Linked DNA regions of Sus scrofa: region 2 is linked to region 1. The links are chromatin contacts, called in public HiChIP or PLAC-seq maps. All regions are on one chromosome and are shown on one strand. Each heading gives the region's core, a stretch centred on a gene start, on an enhancer-like site or on the middle of the called end of the contact. The rest is flanking DNA. Distances are from core to core; before and after follow the strand shown. Region 1 overlaps LRIG1 (leucine-rich repeats and immunoglobulin-like domains protein 1). Region 2 has its middle 210 kb from the start of LRIG1.

What was found. HiChIP or PLAC-seq counts read pairs in DNA pulled down with a chosen protein or histone mark.
Region 2: a contact with region 1 is called in an H3K27ac HiChIP or PLAC-seq map of skeletal muscle, with 5 times the contacts expected there. The contact joins two enhancer-like sites. A contact is called at or near these places in 3 of 47 Hi-C or Micro-C datasets (embryonic fibroblasts, fetal heart ventricle and psoas muscle) and 1 of 2 datasets of contacts at active chromatin or transcription factors (skeletal muscle).

The regions. Positions count from the first base shown.
Region 1 is chr13:47,932,808-47,936,647 of Sscrofa11.1, forward strand. LRIG1 (leucine-rich repeats and immunoglobulin-like domains protein 1) reads right to left here. Exons shown (of 20, transcript XM_005669717.3): 9 at 2,567-2,710; 10 at 480-560. Among named protein-coding and RNA genes, the nearest start is that of LRIG1, 93 kb to the right of the region's middle. Within about 2 kb of position 1,659, at least 21 of the 83 cell types and tissues checked have an H3K27ac peak or open chromatin away from gene starts, as enhancers often do. A contact at or near this core is called in skeletal muscle, where this site is marked.
Region 2 is chr13:48,230,879-48,234,690 of Sscrofa11.1, forward strand. No RefSeq gene overlaps it. Among named protein-coding and RNA genes, the nearest start is that of LRIG1, 210 kb to the left of the region's middle. Within about 2 kb of position 1,598, at least 12 of the 83 cell types and tissues checked have an H3K27ac peak or open chromatin away from gene starts, as enhancers often do. A contact at or near this core is called in skeletal muscle, where this site is marked.

The DNA of each region.
Region 1 (3,840 bases), core at 409-2,908:
CAACAGGTCTAACACCAGCTCTCCAGCCCCGGAAAAACCAACGCCCAGGGTTACAAGGAGCCTGCAGGCCTGAGCACCTCCGATAACAAGAAGGGAAAGCTAGAACCTTGATACTTTTCATTAGCAAGGTCCAGCCGCTGCAGGGGTCACCCTCACCCCTTCCCCATGTCCAGTTCTTTGGATGACACAGCCAAGAAGAGGCCTTCGTTTCTCCCATGTGGATTGTGGGGTCCAGACTTTGGTTTCTGCAAAAACTCTTGATAGTCGCTGCTGTGACTGACATTTCCTGGAAGCAGGGCCCCCGCCTCATGGGTAGGCAGTCCAGGCGCAGGCATTAGAGAACCTGGGGGCTGCTCTCCTGTGCGGATGCCTCTTCCACAACAAGAGAAGATAAAGGAGCCAGTGGTGCCGTGGGAGAGCCCAGAATGGGGGTGGTGGCGGCAGGGCTGTAAGGGACCTCCCAGGGTCCAGATACTCACAGCTTGCTGAGGCTGTCCAGTCCTGTGAAGGCGCCACTGGTGTCTTCGATGGTGCCCGAAATCTCGTTGTGGTCCAGCTCCCTAGGAAGGAGATGGACAGAAGGCTCACTGCCCAGTCTGTCACTTGCAAGCTCAAAACATCTTGACACGTTCTAGATGTCCAGACATAATGTCAAGTTGTGCTGAGAGGCGTGACCAGCAGGCACCCCCTGCCCTGTAGCCTGGCTTTCTCAGGCACTCAACAAAGCTGACATGTGTCTCAGACCAGCAGCTTCCTGGCTGCATCTGCCGCTCCCCAGTAGGCTCAGCCAGACCCAGGGAAGGGCTGCAGATGGCCCATGGGAAAGCATGCTTTTGATTCTGCCCCAAGAGCAGACTTCTGGCCTCTGCTCTGAGAAGGAACCCGAAAAGTTCCCTAAGGTTCCTGCCTGCTTTCACACCACCCAGGGGCCCTTTTCTGAACTTGACCAGGAAAATGCAGAAGGCACCGGAGAAAAGGGACAAGGAAAAAAGAGGCCCCTGCCTAGGGCCCTCCCTGGGCCACATCTAGGCTGGCAGGTGGGTCTGGAGCCTGGAGCCCCCGTCTCCCCCTGCCTGGGGCCTGCACAGGTGCTGACTCCCCGCCAGGGACGACATCTGGGTGCTGAGTCAGCCTTGTGACCCACTTGCCAGGACTGGAGCATGGGGCCAACTTCTGAGCCGAGTCTTCTCCAGCAGCACAAATCACAAGGCCAATGACTCAGCTTCCTCCCCCAGCTTCCAAGGGCAGGTCACCGAGCCAGGCGAGACGCCCCACCTGGTGACCAGGCCCCTGGGTTGGCCCCCTCCAACTTTCCACAAGGTTTCCTCCGCCCTCCTCTCCTGAGCCCCTGCAGCAGAGGCAGGCCAGGAACAGAAAGGGATGGTGCTCTTGGCTCCTGTGAGCTCCAGCAGGGAGGGGAGCATGGCCTGCAGAGTGAAATGCTGCTCGCTGTGACCTTCACTTTACAGCAGGAATCTCAGAGTGCTGTGACTCCAAGGCTTCTGAAGGGACTCCTCCTGCCGCGGGTTCCTCCCTCTCATCTTAATACTGAAAAGCCCGGACCCGGCTTTGTGTGCCTGTCCCCTTGCTCCTCACCGTGGCTGCCAAGGATTTTCTCTTTTCTCTGGCCCGCTCAGTCTAAACGTTCCAGCCTTGTTATGCAGCCCTGCAAGGGCTTGGAGGCTGACCTCGGCTTGAATAGCCTGGCATCTGGGCTCTTTCACGCTCCCCAACGACGGCCTGGCGTTAACAATCTCCGTTCGCTCTGCCAGGTGCAAGTGCAAAGGCCTTCCGCCCTGTCACTCCCGAACAGGCCGCTCTTTCTGGGAAGGAGGCCTCAGAACCCATGGCAGCCACTGTCTGCTCAAATCCAAATGCCCCCCCCCCCCGCCCCTAAAATAGCTGGTTTTTCTCTATTGGCTGGAAGTTCTCAGAAACCCACAACTAAAAAATTCTAAGTCCTAGAAAAGCACCCCACAGCAACTTCTGGCAACTTTCCCCACCTCGTTGAGAACTTAGAAGGAAATGACACGGCCACCTCTGTTTTGTTAAACGACCCAGAGAAGGCTTAGGGCGAGACCCAGTACTCCCCAGTCACCTCTCCTGGAAGCAGGTGTCCTGGACTCAGGTGCACTACAGGAATGCTGATGCCAGCCCTAGACAGGAGCCTCGGTGTTTGCCATGGCTCAGGTAAAAACATATTCAGGACTTAAAGTTGGAAGTTGCATCAGGAAGGCTCAAAATGGGAAAGACGGCCCTACGGCCGCTGTCCTGGAGTCTGCAGTGGGAGGCCAGGGGAAGCAGGATTGACTGCCAAGGCACTGCGAGAACCAGCGCGTGGTAACCAGAGCTCTTTGTCATCGTCACCTTAGGCACCACCCTGGATGGGAATGAGGGACCTTTTCCTCCTCAACCAGTTCTTGTTCCTATTACATGAAAGTTTGACACCCTGCACACATCACATGTGAGCTCTGGATCCAATTCTGACTCGATACCAGCGAGAAAGGAATTTAGTGAAGCAGCTGGTCTGCTCTATTCTCCCATCAACCCAACAATGAAGACGTACAAGACACGGAGGCTTTTGAGTCCCCTGAAGGCGCCTTCTGCGATGTGACTGATGGAATTATGGCTGAGGCGCAGAATGCTCAAGCTACTCAGGTCGGCCAGGCTCTCCTCATCCAGCCGGGTCAGATTATTGAAGGACAGAATCCTGAGGAAGGGGAGGGGAAAGCAAACATCACCATGAGATGGCAGGGGATGGCCCTCCCTCTCCTCTTCCAAACATGGAGCCACAGTTGGCCAGTCATCTGGGTCCCAGTGGGAAGGGACACCCACAGGAATCCTGAGGACAGAATGGTCTCATTGCTAGAAAACCACTGAGGCCCGATACTCCTACAATCTGACTCCTAGAAAGAGATCTTTAAGTTGTAAGGACTATTAAGGTCATACAACAATGACCCACAAGGCTCCAACCCCTTCATGCACCTAGTGTCCATGGCTGGTCCTGGTTTATGCCAGGCAAGACCGCTCACATCTGTGGCCTGAGACTCTGTGAATGGGATCCCAGTGGTTTCTCACAGTGAACAAGGGAGCTGTCAGCCACCCAACATTGGCCAGCAGAGGGCACCACTAGCTACTGCCTGGAACAAGCCTTCCTCCCTGATGTGTGAACCTTACCTGGGCAGCAACACAGGCCTAGAGTCTCCCATCCTGACTTCCTTGTGCTCACCCAAGCCAGCCTCTTAGCATGAACCCCTTACTGTAAACAGGACAGGGACCCCCATCCCCCACGCAATTGCAAACCTTCCCCAAGTATCAGAATGAAACGTTCCTTCCTCCCAGCACATCCCCTGCATCCCTGACAAAGCCCTCGGTGGGCTAGTTAGATATTGGTCATCTATCAAGAAAAGATGGGAACTCTGGCCTGGGGCAGGAGGAAGGAAAATAAATTCAGAGAACACTGGTAAGTCTTTAAAGCCAGCAGGGAGCGACAGTCTTTCTTTACTGAAGAAATAAGTCATGGTGTCTGTCAGCTGCAAAAAGCTGGCAGGAGATCAAAATTATATCCTCACCTGCAATTAAAGAATTTAGCCTTTTAAAGGAGGGGTAGGGCACATACGAAGGGAAGCAAGCCTAAGTCTGGCTCCAAGGTTACTTTGCTACTATCGGAAAAGTGATAGGCTGGTCAGGGCGGACTCCTGTGACCTTCCCTGCCCCTTCTGAAGGGCACAGGGGGTGTGCCCCCCGCCATTGCTGCCTCAGCACTGGGGTGCACTCACCCTCCTAGGCTGTGCAAGTGCATGGAGTCCAGCATGGGGGGCTGGACACAGAAAACCACAG
Region 2 (3,812 bases), core at 348-2,847, 300 kb after region 1:
AACCTCCCAACAGAAGAGATGTTGCCTTTATTCATCATTGCACCTTCTAATGTGGTGCTTGGTAGGGGGCTCAGAGACTGCTTAACTGCAGCTCAGAGTTCCAGGTCAGTGTCATTCCTTAGAACTTTCTGCAGAAATGTTAATAATTTTTCGTGTCACAGCCGGCTATTGAGCATTTGAAAGTTGGCTGGATGGATATAGGAGCTGATGTAAAGATTTTATTTTACTTTATTTATTTATTTATTTTTGCCTTTTTGCCTTTTCTAGGGCTGCACCCGTGGCATATGGAGGTTCCCAGGCTAGGGGTGTAATCGGAGCTGTAGCTGCCAGCCTATGCCAGAGCCACAGCAACGCAGGATCCGAGCTGCGCCTGGAACCTATACCACAGCTCACCACAGCACAGGATTCTTAAGCCACTGAGAAAGTCCAGGGATCGAACCCGCAACCTCACGGTTCTTAGTCAGATTCGTTAACCACTGAGCCATAATGGGAATGCCGAGATTTTTATTAATTAATTTTAATTCATTCAAATTTAAATAGCCACACAGGGCTGGTGGCTATGTATTGGACAGCAGATTTCTTAACCACAAAATCAGGAAAATAATTCACCATCTGTTTATCCTATAAAGCTGTGGTAAGGAATAAACGAAACAATAGAAATAAAAGGTAGCATCTTGTGATGAAATCAGATGACCAGGTTTAAATCCCAGCTCCAACCCCTGCTATCTTGACCTTCTGTATGTTTATTCAACCTCCCCAAGCATTAGTTTCCTCATATGAAAAATGTGTTTAATGGTAATGCTCTCTTACAGAGTGGTCAAGTGGATTAAATAAGATAATAGATGTAAAGTGCTTAGTACATTACTTGACACAGAGTAAACCCTCAACAAGTGGTAACATTTTTGTTTTTAAAAATGGGAGTGTTCTGGAAAGCACAGAGCTCTGCAGAGGGGAAAGGTATGATGATCAGCAGGAAATGAAATGGCCTGAGGTTGGTCCTCAGAGCTGTGCCTTCTCTTGAGAAGACATGGCTGTGTTAGACCGTTCCCTTTCGTAGTCCCCTTTGTGATCATTTATCAGACAGCTCATGAATATCTGATGCTTCAGGTGTACCCATGAAATATGTCTCAGCTCTTGGAACCAGCTTGGCTTTCCTGGGGTAACAGGCATGCTGTCCTTGCCCTTGTGGTGGAGGCTGGGATGAAGTCTGCTCCCTAGGTCTCCTCCGGTCTCCTAACACAGGTAGTTTGCCTTGGAGACTTCGCAGCAGAGACAGGCTTTGTCTGGACAAGCATGGGTTGGCCTGGCTAGCGCGGCAGCAAACCTCCTTGGTTGTTTCTCTAGGGGTTGGCGGCTAATCCCCTTTTCTGTTTATCCCCTGAGGGGCTCAGGCTCTAGGCGTGGGCTCTAGACCACGGGGCTTGGGGGAGAGAAAAAACAGATGTTCTGGGGACTGTCATTGCCACAGGCACTGGCCCTGTTTGCAGTGTTGTTATTGATAGGGCCTCTGAGATGGCACGAGTTTCAAGTTGTCAAGGACAGCCCCCTGGCTCTAGTTACTGAAGCTGTCACCAGCATTTTATAGTTGCCTGAGAGCTGCCAGCCTGGGAAAGTTCACATTGCTGGAAAAGAAGCACCTCCTTTCTCCCAGCCTGGTGCCAGAGCAAGAGAGCTATTCACGGAAGCTGGGAGTCCATCCCAGTCCTCACTTTTTTATGGCCTCAACTTTACCCCATGACCACCATACAGATCCATTCTGCAGGAGGGAAGCAGAGGAAAAGAGGGCTTTAAGGACTCCTTCAGCAAATAATTAATGAGAGGAGCAAAGGCAATTGCTGATAGTTGTGGAGTGAGCCTGGGCACCTTATTAGGTATTGACTTGTTTACTGGCTGCCTTTGCCAGTAGAAAATAAGCTCCACGAGGGCAGGGATTTTCAACTAGTTTGTTCATCATTGTGTCCCCAAATCATGGCACAGTGTCACTCCTGAATAAGTCTGTGTTGAATAAATGAGTAATTCTCTCCTTACTGATGAGTCAATTTTTTAAAATAGAAGTATACAATGTTTCAAGTATACAGCAAAGTGATTCAGTTATACATATGTAATTTTTCAGATTCTTTTCCATTACAGATTATTACTAGGTATTGAATATAGTTCCCTGTGCTATACAGTAGGTCCTTGTTAGTTAGTTATACAGTGGTATGTATTTGTTAATCCCAACTTCCTAATTTATCCCTTCACACCCTTTCCCCTTCAGTAACTATAAGGTTGTTTTCTCTATTTGTGAGTCTATTTCTGTTAAATGTTACAAACCAAACATGTATCCCGAAAGCCCTTGACTACACATCTGCCAGTAAAAGAATAAGAAATATCAGTGTGGCAAACACATTAAAACACAGACTCAAGGAGGCCCCATAACTTTCCTCCTTCCTCTCTCCCTCCTTGCTCCTTCCTTCTTTCCTCTCTTCACTTGCTCACTTTTCCATTCATCTAATATTCATGGAGCACGAGTAGCAAGTTACTCTGTAGTATATACATTGATAAACTGACTTGTCTTTGCTCATCCAGTGTGTTGGAAAAAAAAACCAGGGGCCCCTCTACTGTGTGAAAGATGAAGGTTTATTGGTGCTTGGGGAATTTGCTGAAAGATAGGATTAAAACTAGAGTTACAAGTCGAACTAGGCAATTTGTAGCCATGTTCAGAAGATCTCCCAAGGGGGGAAAATGTCAGAAGGCAAGAGAGAATTTTCCTCTGATATTTTTATGGTAGGACTATTTCCTGGACTAACTCACAGATTCAAAACATCCAACACAAATCCACTCTATTGAAAAGACAAACTAAATTCTTCTTGAACACAAAGAATATGATATTAGCTGGTGATATAAATAGTTCAGGGTCTGGGGTGACCAAAATAGAGAATATTGGTCCAAAGCAGGAGTCAGCAAACTATGGTCTAAAGACTAAGTCTGGCCCATAACCTCTTTTTATAAATATGTTTTATTGGAAGGCAGTCATGGTCATGTGTTTACAGACTGTCTCTGGTTGCTTTAATACTATGACAGCAGGAGTGGGAGTACTTTTGATAATGACCGTATGGCCTGCAAAGCTGAGAACATTCACTATCTGGCCTTTTACAGGAAAAGTTTGCTGATTTCTGGTCTAAAGGAAAGATATTCTGATGCCAAATGAGAGTCTTTCAAAGAAAATACTCCTCACATTCAGCTGGGTTCATGGATGTTTAGACACCTGCTTTCCATATCAGTGGAAAGTAGCCAACAATTCAAATCATGACATCACCAACCCCCAATATGCTACTGCTCTCTGTAACTCTTTCTGCAATGTGGCCCCTAAGTTAATGATCTGAGCTAATTTTCTATAAACTAAATTGTTGACCGATCAAAGTATTCTCCCTCCAGGCTTCCTACTGCTTTGCCTTTTTGCACTCTCATGCCAGAGCTCAGAACGAAACAAGTTTATCCTGAGGCTTGACTTGGCATCCAACAACCTTGCAACTGAAGATTTCTTCACCTGTGCTTGTTTTGTGGTTACAGGTCTCAAAATGCCCATAAACTTGATTAAACTTGTCCCTTCTACACCTTCTCATTTCGCATGCGGATTGTTTATGATTTGGAGTTACATAATTCTTGGTTTCCCAATAAAGAAACCAGCAGGTGGTGTGCCTTTTTTGTTTTTAAAGTTACCTCCCTGTGTAAAAAGTTTGGAACTAGGTGTCTTTCACTGAGTTCATCAGACCCAAGTGTCCAGACCTCCGAGGCCTTCCTTAAAACCCAGCCCTGGCTTTAAAAACTTC